Linked DNA regions of Sus scrofa: all the other regions are linked to region 2. Evidence: chromatin contacts called from public Hi-C data. All regions are on one chromosome and are shown on one strand. The core of a region is the stretch at or near the end of the contact, and the rest is flanking DNA. Distances in the headings are between cores, read along the strand shown. Region 1 overlaps GALNTL5 (inactive polypeptide N-acetylgalactosaminyltransferase-like protein 5). Region 2 overlaps GALNTL5 (inactive polypeptide N-acetylgalactosaminyltransferase-like protein 5). Region 3 overlaps PRKAG2 (5'-AMP-activated protein kinase subunit gamma-2).

Region 1 (2,757 bases), core at 61-2,560, 85 kb after region 2:
ACCCACTGAGCAAGGCCAGGCATCGAACCCGAAACCTAATGGTTCCTAGTCCGATTCATTTCTGCTGCGCCACAACGAGAACACCAGGAGCAAGTTTCTAGTGAACAGTATTGCTGGGGAAATAGGAGTTCCCACAGTGGTGCAATGAGATGGGTGGTGTCTTTGGGAGCGCTAGGATGCAGGTACGATCCCCTGCCCAGCACAGTGAGTTAAGGATCCGGCGTTGCCACAGCTGTGGCTCAGGTGGCACGCATGCCCTCAGATCTGATCCTGGTTCGGGAACTCCATGTGCCTTGGAGCAGCCAAAAGAACAAATGAATAAAAGAACAGAATAGCTGGGGAAATAGCATCTTCTAAGGAGAGTCAGGGTTTGCATAAGGCAGGAAGGCGTTGGGGGAACTTCGTGGGGGAAAAATGAGTAAGGGAAGCTGACTTTAAATGAGGGGACTGTGGAGAGAGTTAAAGGGTGGTCCTCCGTGGAAGAAGTTTGGGAGAATAAATACAGGGAAATCTGGGGGTAAGAACAGTGTCTTCCACTGATTTGGCTTAGATGGTCAGCAAGTGGCCAGGTCAGGGGAGAGGAGACATAGCTTTCCGCTGACATCCTAGAGGCTAAAGGTTGACAAAATCTAACAGGTCATCGAGAGCCATTGGATTGCTGTCTGACGTTCACACAGAATGAGAAACTGTTGCCCAATACGGTAGAAAGAACACCCTCCACCAGAGGTTGTGTAATCGCCCAAACCTGGGACTCTGTTACTGTATGTAGCCCACGTGGTTAGAGTTAAGGGCTTTGATGGGGAATGAGCCTGGATCACCCGGCGCGCCCACTCTAACCACCTGAGCCCTTAGGACAGGGAGACCTTCCAGGTCATGGTCAGAGGGTCTGCAAGTTGGGCATAAGGACTTCGTCCGCTGAGGCTGGCTTTGAAGATGGATGAGAGGGACGAAGGAATGTGAGCAGCTTCTAGAAGCTGGAAAAGGCTCCTCCTCTAGAGCGTCCAGGAAGGAATCGAGCCCAGCCAGCACCTTGATTTTCAGCCCAGGAAGACCTGTGTTGGACACCTGGCCTACAGGACTGTAAGAGAATGTATTTTTGTTGCTTTCAGCCACTAAGCTTGTGGTAAAGCTTATGTCTTAGAGACTTCTCTGTAGGCAGCTGAGCGTGAGCTGGAGGGTGGTAATTCACTGGCTTCCTGACAGTGCAGCTGCTTCTGGAGATGTAACTACTCAGGCAGACCAGGAGTCTTTGCAGGTGGGGGCAGAGGGGCCGGCTGGTTTAGGGTACAGGGGCCCTTGAGCGGAGCTTTCCAGAGGCAGCCGGGCAGAGGGCAGTGCCTGACTCTCCGCTGCAAACATCAAAGGGCAGTGACAGGGGACAGTAAAAGAGCCTTCCTTGGGTTTCGAACCAGAGCCTTGGTTTCAAGCTCTGTATGTGCCAATCACCAGCTACAGGATCATGAGCAAACGGCTTCCCTGAGCTTCGACTCCCCAGTCTGTGGTATGGGAACAAAGATACGTAATGATAGATGAGGTTATTATAAACATTCTTTTTTTTAAGCATTAATATTAAATGCTTATTTGAAAGTGATTAGTACAAAAAATCAAAACATAACAGTTACCATGTATGATGATAAAATATATCAAATAACACTATGAAAAATACGGGATGAAGTAATCAAAATACAGAATTCATGGTGGAAAGTCCCTTGGAGATTTTAGAACTCACCAGTCTTATTTCCCAGTTAAAAGAAGCTAATCTCGGTGTCTCCTGGTAGCTCAGGGGGTTTAGGATCCAGCGTTGTCACTGCTGTGGCTCGGGTTGCTACTGTGGTGTAGGTTCGATCCCTGCCATGGGAACTTCCTCATGCTCCTGGTGCCACCAAAAAAACAAAAAAGAAGAAGCTAAGTAGTATTCCATTATATAGATGTACCACTGTCTTCTTAATCCAGTCATCTGTTGGTGGACATGTAGGTTGTTGCCATGTCTTGGTAGATGCAAACTATTGCATTTGGAATGGATAAGCCATGGGGTCCTACTGTAAAAATAATTTTTTTTCTTTTTGCTTTTTAGGGCCACACCTGCGGCACATGGAGGTTCCCAGGCTAGGGGTCCAATCGGAACTACAGCTGCCAGCCTACACCACAGCCACAGCAACGCCAGATCCTTAACCCACTGAGCGATGCCAGGGATCGATCCTGAAAACCTCCCAGTTCCTAGTTAGATTTGTTTCCACTGCACCACGATGGGAACTCCAAAATAATTTGTTTAATTAAAAAAAAAAAAAAAAAAAAAGAGGAAGTTTCCACTGTGGCACAACGGCATCTGTGGCATCTTGGAAGCGTTGGGACACAAGTTCGATCCCCACCCAGCACAGTGGGTTAAGGATCCAGGGTTGCCGCAGCTTCAGCTTAGGTTCACAACTGCCACTCAGACCTGGTCCCTGGCCTGGGAAGTCCATGTGCCGCCAGGAGGCCAAAAAAGAGGAAAAAAAATAATAAAATATATTTTTTAAAAAAGAAGCTGATCTCCCGCAAAAGGTCAGAGGCTTGTTCCAGGTCATGTAATTCAGGACTCAAAACCCACCAGGTCTGATTTCCATTACAATGAAACAGTATCACCACACTGTCAGGCCATGGAAACATAACAAACGAACAAAAAGGAGAAATTCAAATAGCATGCTCACTTTGAAGTGTTTTTTACAAAATCCAATTGGCTGTGTTTAACAGATTTATAGTGTGAATTAAATGGAAATG
Region 2 (3,119 bases), core at 196-2,695:
ACGTAAACAGCATTAGTTGGGAATGAAGCCTTTCGTACCGCCACTGGCTGCTTTCATAATTGTTTCACAGAGTTTCCCATGCTGACTTTTGCCCTGGTGATCGGGCTTTACCTCCCATCAGAGTGGTGGGTTTGAGCTCCCTGGGCTGCAGAATTTAACTAAAGGTCTCTTGTGGTGGTTCTCGACTTAGTCCTGAGCGTTGAATCTGCTGTAAGGCTGGGAAATTTGGAATACCACCGTTAATCTGAATATGGCTTGGACTAATGTCTGACCCCCCTCGCTAACCTATGTGTTTCAGGTGGGATTAAATCATGCAAATCAATTGTAATTATTTCCTGAGCAAATAAAATTACTTTGGTCATCCGACTGGCCCCGAAGTTCCTATGTTCAGTCCCGATCTGAACATGAACTTGTAGGGGAGGCTCCCTGCCAGCACCTTTGTTACCATCCCGTCACATGACATGCACCTGATGTCCACACCTGGCCTCAGGAATGCCACTTACAGCTTTTCAACACAATTCCAGGGAAAAAAATATATATTTACAGTCCCTTGGGATGGGCATTTGGGGAGCAGAGCACCAGGTCATATCCTGGATTTTCAAGAGGATACAGAAAAGCCTGGACCCGCTGATCTCCAAGCCCCATTGCAGGTGCACAGTTATCTTGACTCTCAGAGAAAGGTGTGTCCCTCCTACCAAGGCCCAGCCACAGTCAGAGTTAAAACCAGGCACGACCTTGTCCTTGTACCTTAGCCCTTTATACCGTAATCAGTAAGTGCCCATTCGGTGCACAGACAGAACCCGCAGGAGGCTGGGTTCAAGGGCTCTGGACTGACATGTAGGCAGCTCTCAAGGACATAGTGGTTTTCGACAGCCCTTATGCCACCGAGGTCAGAAAGGTATTTTGTGAAATATTCCTAAATATAACTGTGAAGAGTTGCCTGAGGTCCTGGGAGAGAATGGGGAGAGAGAGATTTTCCGAGTCAAACTCTGTGCCACGGGTTTGCGTCGGCTCATTTTAGATCATTGCAACACACTCCCAGCAGCATCATTGTGCCAAAGGCCTGGCTTGTTTTTCCACTCCCCACTCATTGTGGCTCTTTACCCTCTGGGTCAAAAAATAAAACATAATTACAGTGTTCATTGTTCTTTGACCAGCCTGAGAGAACATTTTCCTGCCATCGCAGCTTGTTCACCCGGCTCTCAGGGCTTCCCAGCATCCGATGGAGGTGGGGGCGCAGGCAGGGAGAAGGTGGAGGGGGTCTGTCTTCCTGACCACGTCTGGTTTCCTGGGGAATAGGAAGTGATGCCACCAAGCAAGCGGCTGGTTCGGAAGAGGTGCGGGGGGTGAGGAGAGGGAAGGGGCGCGCAGCCTCCCGCAGGAGAGTGAGAGGAGGCGCCTGTGCAGACCTTTCTCCGCACAAATGGAACCCGCCCTGTGTGCTGCGCCTCACCCAGGGCCGTGGCCGGGAGGTTCTGCATCTCCCTCTGCAGAGCTGTGTCGTTTTGGGAACAGCTGCCTAGTATTCCATTGTATAGACGTTACGTAATTTGTCGTGATTAAGCCTTATGATTTATTACTTTTTTAATGCTGTCTCCTCCCGACAAAAGTTTAGGCTGCTTCCAGGGCTGGAATGCTTGCACACACGTCGTTACCCACGTTCAGCCGTGTTCCGAGGGGCACGTGCTTGGGCGGGCGGCGCCGGAGCAGAGCGCGGATGCGGCGCGGAGGGGGTGCCCGCGTGCGGCGGCGGGGGGTTCATTTCCACCCGCAGGAAATTGCCCCCGCCTGGAGGTCGGGCGATTTTCGCTCCCACCGACAGAGAATGCCCACGCCTGTCTCTCCAGGCCCTCTCCCACACAGACTCTTTTGTAAGTTTGTGGTGGTTTCCATTCTGTTGGGTGAAAATAGTGTCTCATTGTACTTTGTGCGTCTCGTGAACGAGGATGAGCAATGTTGGGGGCACTTGTATTTCCGATTCGGTTCCCTTTCTGGGACTCTGGGCTCGTTGGTGGTTCTCCTTTGGGGTGGTAGGTCTTTTTCTTATCTATTTATAGGAGCGCTTTATATATATTGAACAAATGAGCTCTTGGTCAGGACTGTGGCTTGCGAATGTTTCTTCCTGGTCTGTTTGTCTTTTGGCTTTGTTTATCTTGCTCTTTTTTTCTTTCAGGCTCCCCCCCCCTTTTCGTATAGTTTGTTTTGTTGATTTGTTTTTTATGGATGCTTGGGGTTTCTGTGATATTTAAGGAAGAGCAGTGGGAGGAGCAGAGACTCTGGAGTGCCACCTGCCTCTGCCACACCCTGGTGGGGCATCTGCAGGCAATTTGTAACCACCTTGAAACTCAGGGATAGGAATGGGGCGGGGGGAGAGGGAGTTCCCGTCGTGGCGCAGTGGAAAGGAATCCAACTTGGAACGATGAAGTTGCAGGTTCAATCCCTGGTCCTGCTCAGTGGGTTAAGGATCCGGCCTTGCCATGAACTGTAGGTTGCAGACGTGGCTCGGATCTGGTGTGGCTGTGGCTGTGCTGTAGGCCAGCAGCTGTAGCTCAGATTGGACCCTAGCCTGGGAACCTCCATATGCCTCGGGTGAGGCCCTAAAAAGACAAAAAAATAATAATAATAAGAAGAAGAACACCTGGGAGTGTGTCAGCGCCCACGTGTGGGAGATACTCGTCCATGTTAGTTCCTTCCTTTTCCTGGACGTCAGTTCCAGAGCAGGCACATGACTGTTTGCTTTCCACAGTTGTTCTGGAAAATTGCAGAAAGTCCATAGTTTCCTGGGCACGTGCCCCGTGACCCTCTGAGAGGTCCGTGTGGCCTGCCCTCCGATGAGCCTCGGGAGGAGGCTCACTTCCCCTAAGCACTATTCCGAGGTTGCCACGGGTCTGGTGGCCTCGAAGGAAGGCCTGGAAGATGGAGCAGCCTTCTTCTTCCTCGCCGAGTGGTCCTCGGGCATTCACTTCAAAGTGCTGCTGGAGTCTGGTCTTCTTCCCCAGGAAGGTATTTTAGGACCAGAGACAAAATGGGACACACTTGGTCTTTCCTGCCGAGAGAACTGTAGGGCCAGGCCTACCTGTACCCAGAAGATGTGTGGCTGTGAGGATGACCCTGGGGAA
Region 3 (2,942 bases), core at 159-2,658, 82 kb before region 2:
CCAGAAAGCCAGGCTCCTGGAGCTTGCCCTGCTGAAGTTTAAATGCCCACCAGAGCTTCGTGCTGCCCTCAGTGCTCTGAACACACCTCACCACCCCTGAATATCCCTTCCCCATCAGCAGGCCATCCACCTCCCCTGGGCGCTGGGTGGGCGCTTCTCTGGGCCACTTTGAGGTGCCAAGAGACAGCTTGGTCCCCTGGGACTGTCCTCAGATGCACGTGCTGCATATTAGACCCTGACCATGTGCCTGGAGATGAATGGCAGCGGCTCTGGGGAAAGCGCATTTCTAGGATTTGGGCTGATAAAGGCAGCTGTCAGGAAAGCAACAGGACAGAAGAGAAAGGCCCCGGGTTTGAGAACATTCCTGAGACGTCCGCTGACCTTACAGACAGCTCATTGAATCCCCTATCCCGGCCCCTCTTCAGACTTTCAGGTGAAAGCCAAAGAAAGAAGGTACCAGCTGCAGAGCTGGCATGAATTTGCCATGAGCATGTCCTTCGAATTCCAATTTGGTCCTCAGAGGAGCCCGTACAATAGGAGAGGCCCATGATACAGTCCCGGTCTATAGAGGAAGATGCTGAGGCTCAGGGAGGCAAAGCCACTTGCCCAAGGCCCAGACAGCCAGACGGTAGCAAGCAAGACCTAGAGCCCACGTCCACCAGCTCCCCGCTCAGAGCTCTCCTGAGCCCTCCCGCCTCCTGGGGACGGCTCAGCTCCAGCGACAAGAAACAAGGCAGTATCAGAGGCTGTGAAGACAGAGGCCCCCCTCCTTGGCAGAGTGAGATGCCAGGGGAGAAGGAAGGAGGGAGGAGGGTTTGTCTGGTTCAACAGGTCACTCCCAAGGCCGCTGGCCACACTTTCTAAGATCTGCTTCTTCTCTAGAGTAACCCAAGTTGATGCTGCATCATCCTTTGATGACACAAAGGACAGAAATGTATCAAGTACCCCCTCCCCAACATGCAAGCACGTCACATTTTGCATAGTTTGGGATCTTATGTATAGCTTCCCCACTGCCCTGCCACTTCTCCCAACATTTCTCCACACTGTTTCCGACCAGCTGATGTTTCAGCCTCGATAGCAGGTGTGTATCGATCAGACACCGTTCTGCCCTTTCAGCATTTCTGACGCTTTGTCTTCCAAAGCGCCTTTGTTGATGCAGCTGGGCTACCCCAGAAAGCACCCTGACAAAAGTGCAAACACAGGACAAACAGAAAGGCTGCCAATGTCAGGGGCCATGGCCAGCATCTGAGGGCCAGCTGGGGGTTTTAAATGTCAGGGTCACCCTGGAACATTCCTGTGCTGTTACCAGCGGTCTGCCTCCCACCGAGGAAGGAACACAGCGAGGACAGCCGGACTCCTCTCCTGCCGAGTGGCCCCGAGGCCACAGGCTCCGGGCGGCTGACCCAGGGCGCTGTCTGGGCATCGACTAGCCTGCACCCCTCGGGCACGTAGGAACATGACCTGTTCCCAGAGACGGAGCCAGAAGGCTGGCTTCCAGCCCTGTTCTGTTTACCATCTGGGGGTCGGAGGGGGATCTTGGGCAGGTCTGAACCCAGTTTCCCATCTGCCAAATGAGAGGGTTTAACTAGATAATTTCAGAAGACGCCTTTCCGCGCACACCTTCTCTGTTCTTAGCTGAGCTAAAGAGCAGGTGGGGTCAGGAGCGCTTTAAAGGAGCCCCGCCAGACAGAGAATTAAATGCTTCTTCCATCTTTGCGTATTTGTCATAAAAATACTGTTCTTCTCTCCAACGACCAAATACTCCTCGCAGCTGTCACAGCTCAGGGCACTCTCCAGAAACATGGGCACCACCGACCGCAGGATGAGGCTGTGCCCTTTGCCTCCTTGCTGTGCCACAGAGATGCGGGCTGGGAGTCCCGTTGTGGCTCAGCAGGTTCCATGCTACCTGACCAGCATCCATGAGGACGCGGGTTCGATCCCTGGCCCCACTCAGTGGGTTAAGGATCCGCATTGCCATGAGCTGTGGCGTAGGTCGCAGATGCGGCTCGGATCTGGCGTTGCTGAGGCTGTGGTGTAGGCCAGCAGTTGGAGGTCTGATTGGACCCCTAGCCTGGGAACGTCCATATGCCGCAGGTGTGGCCCTAAAAAGAGAGAAAGAGATGCTGGCTTGGGACCCAGAAGCATTCCTGGCTTTCTACCTTAACGTGGGTCTTGATCTGCTTCTCAAGTACCGACCCTCTAGCTTCTCAATTGATTCTAAGGTTCCTGAATCTTCAGCACCTGCACGGTCAGAACCAACGCCAGGCTCATCCCATCGGATGTTTGCTGTGATCCTGAAAAGCCATGAGTGGCGTCCTCAGAACCACGGGTACCCAGCTCCCGGCCTTCCTGTCCCCTCCACTCCCCTGCTGCCGTCACCAACACAGGGGGACTGCCAGTGCCACCTAACTTGGACCGCGCCTGCGCTGTTGGAATTGTGGCTTGAATTTTGCCTCCTGCAGAGAAGGTGGGAGGCACAAGTGAGGCATCTCCAGATGGACTGGCTTTTTTGCTCAACACCGGAAAACCACCAAACGGGCAATTCTTGGTGCCAACATTGGGGGGGGGGCGGTGACCAGAGCCACGGTCAATTGGAGCCTTTGAGAACAGTCATGTTATATAACCACGCTCGGAAAAATAGGGAACCAACTCTGAATCATGGCAACGGGGGAGAGACAGGGGCCAGGTTAGGGGAAAAGCCCCAAGTGACCTCTCGGGGAAGTTCCAGGATTCTTTATTTTCCATGAGGACACCATGGTCTGTGACTGCCGTCTGAGAGACGCCCTGATGTAAAAATGAAAAGAAAGCCACTATTTTTTGCTCGTGCAGCCCCCCCTCCTCGACCCCCTCCCCTCACCTGGTGGTCCTGGCTGATTCACGCGGCTGCCCCGGAGGCTCCCTCCCTGCCCTGTTCCCCCCCCGGCCAGTGACCCTGGGCCTTT

What was found. A called contact is a pair of places that touch in the nucleus more often than the background predicts.
Region 1: a Hi-C map of fetal liver shows a contact between it and region 2, with 1.8 times the contacts expected there. The contact joins two enhancer-like sites. A contact is called at or near these places in 1 of 5 promoter capture datasets (liver), 2 of 47 Hi-C or Micro-C datasets (fetal liver and liver) and 1 of 2 datasets of contacts at active chromatin or transcription factors (alveolar macrophages).
Region 3: a contact with region 2 is called in a Hi-C map of liver, with 1.9 times the contacts expected there. The contact joins two enhancer-like sites. A contact is called at or near these places in 9 of 47 Hi-C or Micro-C datasets (alveolar macrophages, blood, epiblast stem cells and 5 more) and 1 of 2 datasets of contacts at active chromatin or transcription factors (alveolar macrophages).

What each region holds. Positions count from the first base shown.
Region 1 is chr18:5,381,819-5,384,575 of Sscrofa11.1, reverse strand. The region is part of intron 7 of GALNTL5 (inactive polypeptide N-acetylgalactosaminyltransferase-like protein 5); the gene reads left to right. Among named protein-coding and RNA genes, the nearest start is that of GALNT11, 35 kb to the right of the region's middle. Within about 2 kb of position 1,310, at least 3 of the 83 cell types and tissues checked have an H3K27ac peak or open chromatin away from gene starts, as enhancers often do. A contact at or near this core is called in fetal liver, where this site is marked.
Region 2 is chr18:5,466,732-5,469,850 of Sscrofa11.1, reverse strand. All of the region lies in intron 1 of GALNTL5 (inactive polypeptide N-acetylgalactosaminyltransferase-like protein 5), which reads left to right. Among named protein-coding and RNA genes, the nearest start is that of GALNTL5, 6.7 kb to the left of the region's middle. Within about 2 kb of position 1,445, at least 20 of the 83 cell types and tissues checked have an H3K27ac peak or open chromatin away from gene starts, as enhancers often do. A contact at or near this core is called in fetal liver and liver, where this site is marked.
Region 3 is chr18:5,548,472-5,551,413 of Sscrofa11.1, reverse strand. The region is part of intron 1 of PRKAG2 (5'-AMP-activated protein kinase subunit gamma-2); the gene reads right to left. Among named protein-coding and RNA genes, the nearest start is that of PRKAG2, 75 kb to the right of the region's middle. Within about 2 kb of position 1,408, at least 4 of the 83 cell types and tissues checked have an H3K27ac peak or open chromatin away from gene starts, as enhancers often do. A contact at or near this core is called in liver, where this site is marked.